2 separate regions of the Mus musculus genome follow, and region 1 is linked to region 2. The links are chromatin contacts, called in public targeted proximity ligation maps. All regions are on one chromosome and are shown on one strand. The core of a region is the stretch at or near the end of the contact, and the rest is flanking DNA. Distances in the headings are between cores, read along the strand shown.

The links.
Region 1: a contact with region 2 is called in a targeted proximity ligation map of intestinal villus epithelium, with 26 read pairs. A contact is called at or near these places in 17 of 39 promoter capture datasets (the 3T3-L1 cell line, 3T3-L1-derived adipocytes, the C10 cell line and 13 more), 183 of 484 Hi-C or Micro-C datasets (the 4T1 cell line, B cells, the BV-2 cell line and 83 more), 61 of 130 datasets of targeted methods (CD4 single positive thymocytes, CD8 T cells, the G1E-ER4 cell line and 35 more) and 4 of 9 other capture datasets (adipose tissue, embryonic stem cells, liver and 1 more).

The regions. Positions count from the first base shown.
Region 1 is chr19:3,706,951-3,709,973 of GRCm38.p6, reverse strand. It overlaps 1810055G02Rik (RIKEN cDNA 1810055G02 gene), which reads right to left and starts at 1,681. Exons shown (of 4, transcript NM_028077.3): 1 at 1,538-1,681. Gm36608 (predicted gene, 36608) reads left to right here and starts at 1,806. Exons shown (of 3, transcript NR_167751.1): 1 at 1,806-1,913.
Region 2 is chr19:3,622,394-3,625,788 of GRCm38.p6, reverse strand. It overlaps Lrp5 (low density lipoprotein receptor-related protein 5), which reads left to right. Exons shown (of 23, transcript NM_008513.3): 8 at 3,063-3,279. Among named protein-coding and RNA genes, the nearest start is that of n-TAagc9, 48 kb to the right of the region's middle.

The sequences.
Region 1 (3,023 bases), core at 432-2,931, 84 kb before region 2:
CCATCTGTAATGAGATCTGACACCCTCTTCTGGAGTGTCTGAAGGCAGCTACGGTGAACTTACATATAATAAATAAATAAATCTTTAGAACAAAACAAAACACCCATACACATTAAATAGAGGAAAGAAAACACTAACAAAAAAACCAAGTATTAACTCAGAAACTAGAACAAACAGACTGGGGTTGAGTCTCTTTTTGGGAATTGGTCCCCACAGGATCTGCAGGGAATCAGCATCAGGACACCTTCTGCCAGCTCATACAAGAAGGCCAGTATCATGTTCTCAATTCCATCGTGTCACACGGGCACACCCTTTCCACCACAGGGCAATGTCTATACACATAAGACTTTAAGTCTGCATTTCCTGAGCTGTTCCTACTAAAGTTCAGCCAGGTGACTTGTGTGAGTCCCCAAGTGACAACTAACCCTTGAGATGCTGCCCAATTCCTCTAATGTTTGTTTGACAGATTGCACTCCCAATCTTGCCTTGCCTTTAATGCCTTTATGATGTGTGGATTGCTATATACACATCACTAGACCTCAAATTGGTGAGCTTTTTCTCTGACATACACAGATTTCAATTCAAGAAGTCCAGACTCAGCAAAGACCATTAATAATCCCTATCAGCAGGGCCCCCGTCTCTACTCCACGCTAGGGAAGTTACACAATTACAGAACAGAAATTGGGAAAGCTAGTACAGGACAAACCACAGTCACCTACCTAATCCTGACACATCACCTGCTTGGACGTATTATGTACACAGACATTGCCCTGTGATCTAAAGGATGTATCCACGTGGCAGACATTAGCCCACGATCCCAGAACATTAAATATTATCTTAACTGCACCGCTTATCTCCAGGTATCTGAAAGTTCAGGTCTCACTACCAAAATGCCAAAGGTCTGTGTTCTAAACGCTTGCTAAGCCAGTATTTCTGATATTCTGCTGTCCAACAGGCGAGTCTAATTTATAAACGGAAAACCTGTATTTTAAACAGTTTGCTGGTTGACTTATTGAAATTTTAGAGCTGGTTCCTAGGGGTCGGGGTGTAAGTAATACAAGTTTTTAAGAGTTGGACTTCTAAGCTCCAGCCAGACCGTTAAGCGCACAAGCTAGCGGCCACAAGGGGAGGCAGGCAAGTAGACAAATGAGGAGGAAGGAAAAATGTGATGGATTTTCCTCATTGGTAGGTAGAAGAGTTTGGGGTGCAGGCCTCAACTATTTCCGAGACCAACACCTTCTAGGGTACAGCCTGATCCAAGACTCGCCTACTCTCGAATGTCCGTAGAGTGCTCGCAAACTGCCCAGCATCGACTGGCGATCGCCGTCAGCCCACCTCCTCCTCCTCCTCCTGCGCATCCATGCTTCTCTAAGGGCTCGGCCCATTCCTCCCTCCTCCGCCTTGAATCTCCATTCCTCACCGCCTAGCGCACCGGGTCCCCATTCATCCCTCCTCCGCCCCGCACCTCGCTGTCCATCCCCAAGCGGCTCATGGGGCCTTCACGACAGCTCCCTGGACAGCAGTGCGGGTCACTTACCCGGACGCGGCAGGCCCGTGGCCCTCACACCGCAGCGCAGCCACTTCAGCGATTCAGCCCCGCGCGGGGACGTGGACCGCAGCGAAACCCAGTTAGCTCAGCTCACTGGTGCGCGCTGGACCCCACCCGGACTGCCCCGGAAAGACGTCACGAAAGCGGGACCAATAGGCTGTCGCTGGCACGCGCGGCCGCGTGCGGTGGGCGTGGTTTGTTTAGGCCACGCCTGCTTCAGGAGCTGCCTTCCAACTTGGTCCCGCCTTGGCCACGCAGAGCTATTTGGAGCCGATCTAACGGAAGTGAGCGATCCAGGGACTTGTAGGCTATGTCTGTGTCTAGGGCTTTTCCCAGAAGCCGGGGAGAAGAGGGGTCAGATCAGGTGAGCGCAGATGTACTCGGACGATGGCTGGTCTGGACAGGGCAGCTCTAGAAGGCCTCATGAGGTACTTTATGAGGCTCTTCTGACCCGGTTCCTGATCTTTCTTCCCATCGGCTATTCAACTCCTTAAGGCGGTCCAGCCTTGTCCTTGCTCGCAGGCATGGCTTGGCTACTGAGGTTTGCTTTGCACACACTGCACCTGCCAGCTTCTGGCTAAGCATTTCACCTGAAAGGCAATACACTGATTTAATCCTGCAAGAAGATCTCGCTTTTGTTTTCAAGTCCAGAAACAGTCTCACAAAGGGCTTTGGAATTTTACACGTGGCATGACACGTGGGACGAAATGGAAAGCCTGTGAGACTTGCTTTTAATTTTAAAAGATTAGGGTTGGAGAGATGGCTCAGCAGTTAAGAGCACTGATGCTCTTGCAGATGACCCCGCTTGATTCCCAGCATCCACACGGTGGCTCACGACCATCTGAAAGAGCAGTTCCAGGAGATTCCATGCCTTAAGGCCTCCAGTGCACGTACATACATAATATGTATTGGAGTAGGCAAAATTCCCATACATAATGTTTGTATTTTATTTTTGAGTCAGGGTCTCTCTTTGTATCCCTTCTGTACTGGAACTCTGCATAGATCCAATTGTCCTTGAACTCACAGAGATCACTTGCCTCATGACTTCCTGTGCTAGGATTAAAGTCATGGGCCACTGCATCCAGCATACATAATTTTTAAAGAAAGAATTTAACGTAAAGTAGGTTTTGCAAGTCAGTAGGTGAATTCTGCTACTGAATGCCAATTTGTGTAAAACCCTTTTTAGGTCTCCTACCATGCCCATCCAAAGCGATCATCGTTGCCAGTTTTGTTTTGAGACAAGGTTTCACAGTCCAGCCCTGGCTGGTTTGGGGTTTCACAGTCCAGCCCTGGCTGGTTTGGGGTTTCACAGTCCAGCCCTGGCTGGTTTGGGGCTTGCTATGTAGATCATCCTAGCCTTGAACTCACAGAAATCTGTTTGCCTGCTGGGATTAAAAGTATGTGCCACCATGGCTGGCCTATTTCTAGTTTTATAACCTGTCTTGAGTCCTGGGATCAGAAACCAATGGACCCT
Region 2 (3,395 bases), core at 644-3,143:
TTTCCTGAACTCTGCTTGGATCTGTGCCCTCCTTTGGGTCAGAATGGGATGTTCTCTGAATCCCCCCCCCCCCCCAGCCCAATCCTGCCTGGTTTGGGAATTCATGGAAGTGTGTGACCCCAGGGAAGGTGGCAGCTGCAGAATTGGTCCCATGGGAAACTTGAATGACAGCCCCTCCTTAGGCTCAAGGGTCTAGGGAAGACCAGAGACCACCTGAGCTAATTGTGCAGATGTGTAGCAACTAGTCATGATGCTAAAAAGAGGAGCTGGGGATGTAACTTCCTAGTGCTCGAGTATGGCCCTTAGCATGTACAACACACACAGCCACCATAGGACATTTCTGTAATTTCTATTCCCACATGTTAGAGCAGGTAAGAACTGCTTACTCTCATTTCTTCCGGGTCTAAGAGGACCTGTGATCCTTACTAAAGGATGACATGAGGTGTGGTCCCTTAGTCACACAGAGGCGTTCCCCCTGGGAAGCTCTGCCACTGTGCTAGCCCAGATCCAATCTTGTCCTCACCCTGGGTGTGGCTGGACCTGGCCGAGAAAGCTCTGGCCTCTTCTCATTTTGCTTCAGGGCAGCTCAGGAGTGGGAGCCAAGGCGTGGCCACCAGGTATCCGCCACCCGTTTTCCCCAGTTTCTCTGTGGGCTTCTTTCACTGTTCTAGAATGGATCCAAGTAAAGTGTGTTCCTACTGCAGCTCACTTTACCATGCTTGCAAAGTTTAGTTTGATCAATAGGACTAGGGATGTAGCTCGGGTGATAGGATGCCTGTCTGTCGTGCATGAGCTAAACATGGTGGTGCACACCTGTGATCCCAGTGTTAGCAGGCAGAGGCAGGAGGAGCAGAAATGGTGAACTGGAAGCCAGCTTGGGCTATATGAGATCCTATCTCAGGAAAGATAAGGAAGGAAGGAAGAAAAAAAAAAAAGAACACAACAGGGGCAAGGCAAGATGGCTCAGCAGGTGAAGTTGCTTGTGACCAAGCCTGTGATAATTATGTTCAGAGCCTTGGAACCCACATGATGGAAGGTGAGGGCTGATTCCTGATTCTCCTCTGACTTCCATACTCAAACTGTGGCACATGCACTCACTCACAGGGAGGTGGGGCAGAGGAGAGGGTGCAGGGATCTGACTGCTGGCCGGTTAACCCTGGAGCAGTGTCTTTCCTCGGGTGGGGCTTATTTTATCCCAGTCCCAGTTTGGCTTGTATTGTGGAATTAGTCACTAGGTAACCCAGAGCCCTGCTTGTCCATCTCCTCCCTCACCTGCTCTTCCTGAGTCTTTCTCCCCCAGGAGGGGGAGCTCCCTGTGCTAATGGGTTGTGCTGGGGTCAACCATTCCCCCAGACGGTTTACCCATAGCTGGTGGCCTGTGCACCACCTGTGTGTCTTGTAATGGGAACATAAGGATGAACTCTAGCAGGGAAGTGGTTGTCAGATGCACTAGGGAGGCAGAGGCAGGCAGATTTCTGAGTTCAAGGCCAGCCTCGTCTACAGAGTGAGTTCCAGCACAGTCAAGGTTACACAGAGAAACCCTGTCTTGAAAAACAAAACAAAAAACAAAACAAAAGAATGGACTCTGGGCTGTGTGAACTGAGGCTATTTGTTACTGCCCTCTGTTGGTCACTTAACACCATTGAGGCACCTAGCTCAGCCCTAGCTGCAGCCTCCAGCCAAGACCCTTCACACCTCCCGGAGCACCTGCCCCTACCTAGTTCTCAGCAGCTCTGATGGTCTCCAACTCTGAATGGCTATAGATTGGAGCCCAGCTTTGGTCTTTAGTTTGGTCTTTCCGATGCAGGAGACTGAGGCCCATGGGCTGCAAAGACTCATTCAAGGACATTCAATAAAAGATCATGGGATAGAGTGGGGGCGACCCCTGGCAGTAGGCGGCGGAACTACACTGTCTTACCTGCTGCTCTTCACCTCTTGCTGTGAACTGTAGCAGTACAGTATTCAGTGCTAGGCCTGCCTTGTAGTTTTTGCTGTCTGTTCTCCTGATGAGCAAGAAGTACAGCCTTGCTCAGGAGGCCAGCCAAGCTTTGTCTGTAATTACCTGGTGTGTTTCCTCATCCTTTTCTCTGTGCCTGGGATGTCACCATTGCCACTGCTGATCTTCGTGGGTCACCAGAGTCCCACTCATCCTGTGGCTTTAAAAAACAACAACAACAGGGGGCTGGAGAGGTGGTTTAGTGCTTAAGAGCACTGGCTGCTCTTCTATAGGGTCTGAGTTCAATTCCCAGCAAACACATGGTGGCATCTGATGCCCTCTTCTGGCACACAGGTGTACATGCAGATAGAGCACTCATACATAAAATAATTAAAAAAAAAAAAAAAAAAACTAACAACAACAAGAAGAACACCCCAACAAAAGGAGAGTCCTGGGGCTCATGATGGTCTTGACATCGTCATGTAGCTGGGAACGACCCTGACCTTCCTTCCACCTCCTGAGTGCTAGGATCATCTGCGTGCTCTACCAAGCCTAGCTTCTGGTGTGTGGGATCATGCCAGGTGTGCACTGTGCCAGCTGAGCCACACCCCAGCCTAAATGTTTGTTTTAATCGGCATAGTCTTTTCTAGAAGAAGACTTGGCTCTTCTGTGCCAGCATGGACAAGGAAGGAAAGGACCGCCGGTCCGTGGGGTTTGATTTATCACTAGAGGTGCCCAGAAGGGACAAACCTGCCCAGATTGTGGTTTGGCCTGGCCCTTTGAAACTGTGCTGTATGCCTACCCAGGGCCTAAGCAGACGTTGCTAATAGATCCCAGGAAGCCTTCCCATAGAGCTCGCCCTGTAAGTAGTCCAGGCCCCCACTCATGCCTCATCAGCAGTCAGGGAGAGAGGACTCTTGGCCTGTTCAGTGTGCACACCAGACTACAGAGGCTGTAGGACATGGGAAGTGTCACTTGTCTGGTAATAGCTGGCCTCTTGTGGCACTTGGTTAGGTGCTGATAAAGAGGAGCCTCTGGGGCAACTTGAGCCTGAGGCAGGCCCCAGGTTGGTTCTTGGTTGGTACAGCCCCTGCCTATCCAGACTCCCGTTTTTGCCCTCACACAGGTGATCAACATAGATGGGACAAAGCGGAAGACCCTGCTTGAGGACAAGCTCCCACATATTTTTGGGTTCACACTGCTGGGGGACTTCATCTACTGGACCGACTGGCAGAGACGCAGTATTGAAAGGGTCCACAAGGTCAAGGCCAGCCGGGATGTCATCATTGATCAACTCCCCGACCTGATGGGACTCAAAGCTGTGAATGTGGCCAAGGTTGTCGGTGAGTCTTGGAGCTCTGAGCCATGGCTCCACTTGGCCAGTTGGCCCCAGGAAAGGTGACAGGATCAGACGTGGGCTTGGTGTCCAGAAGGGTGTTTCACTCTAAGGATGGACAAG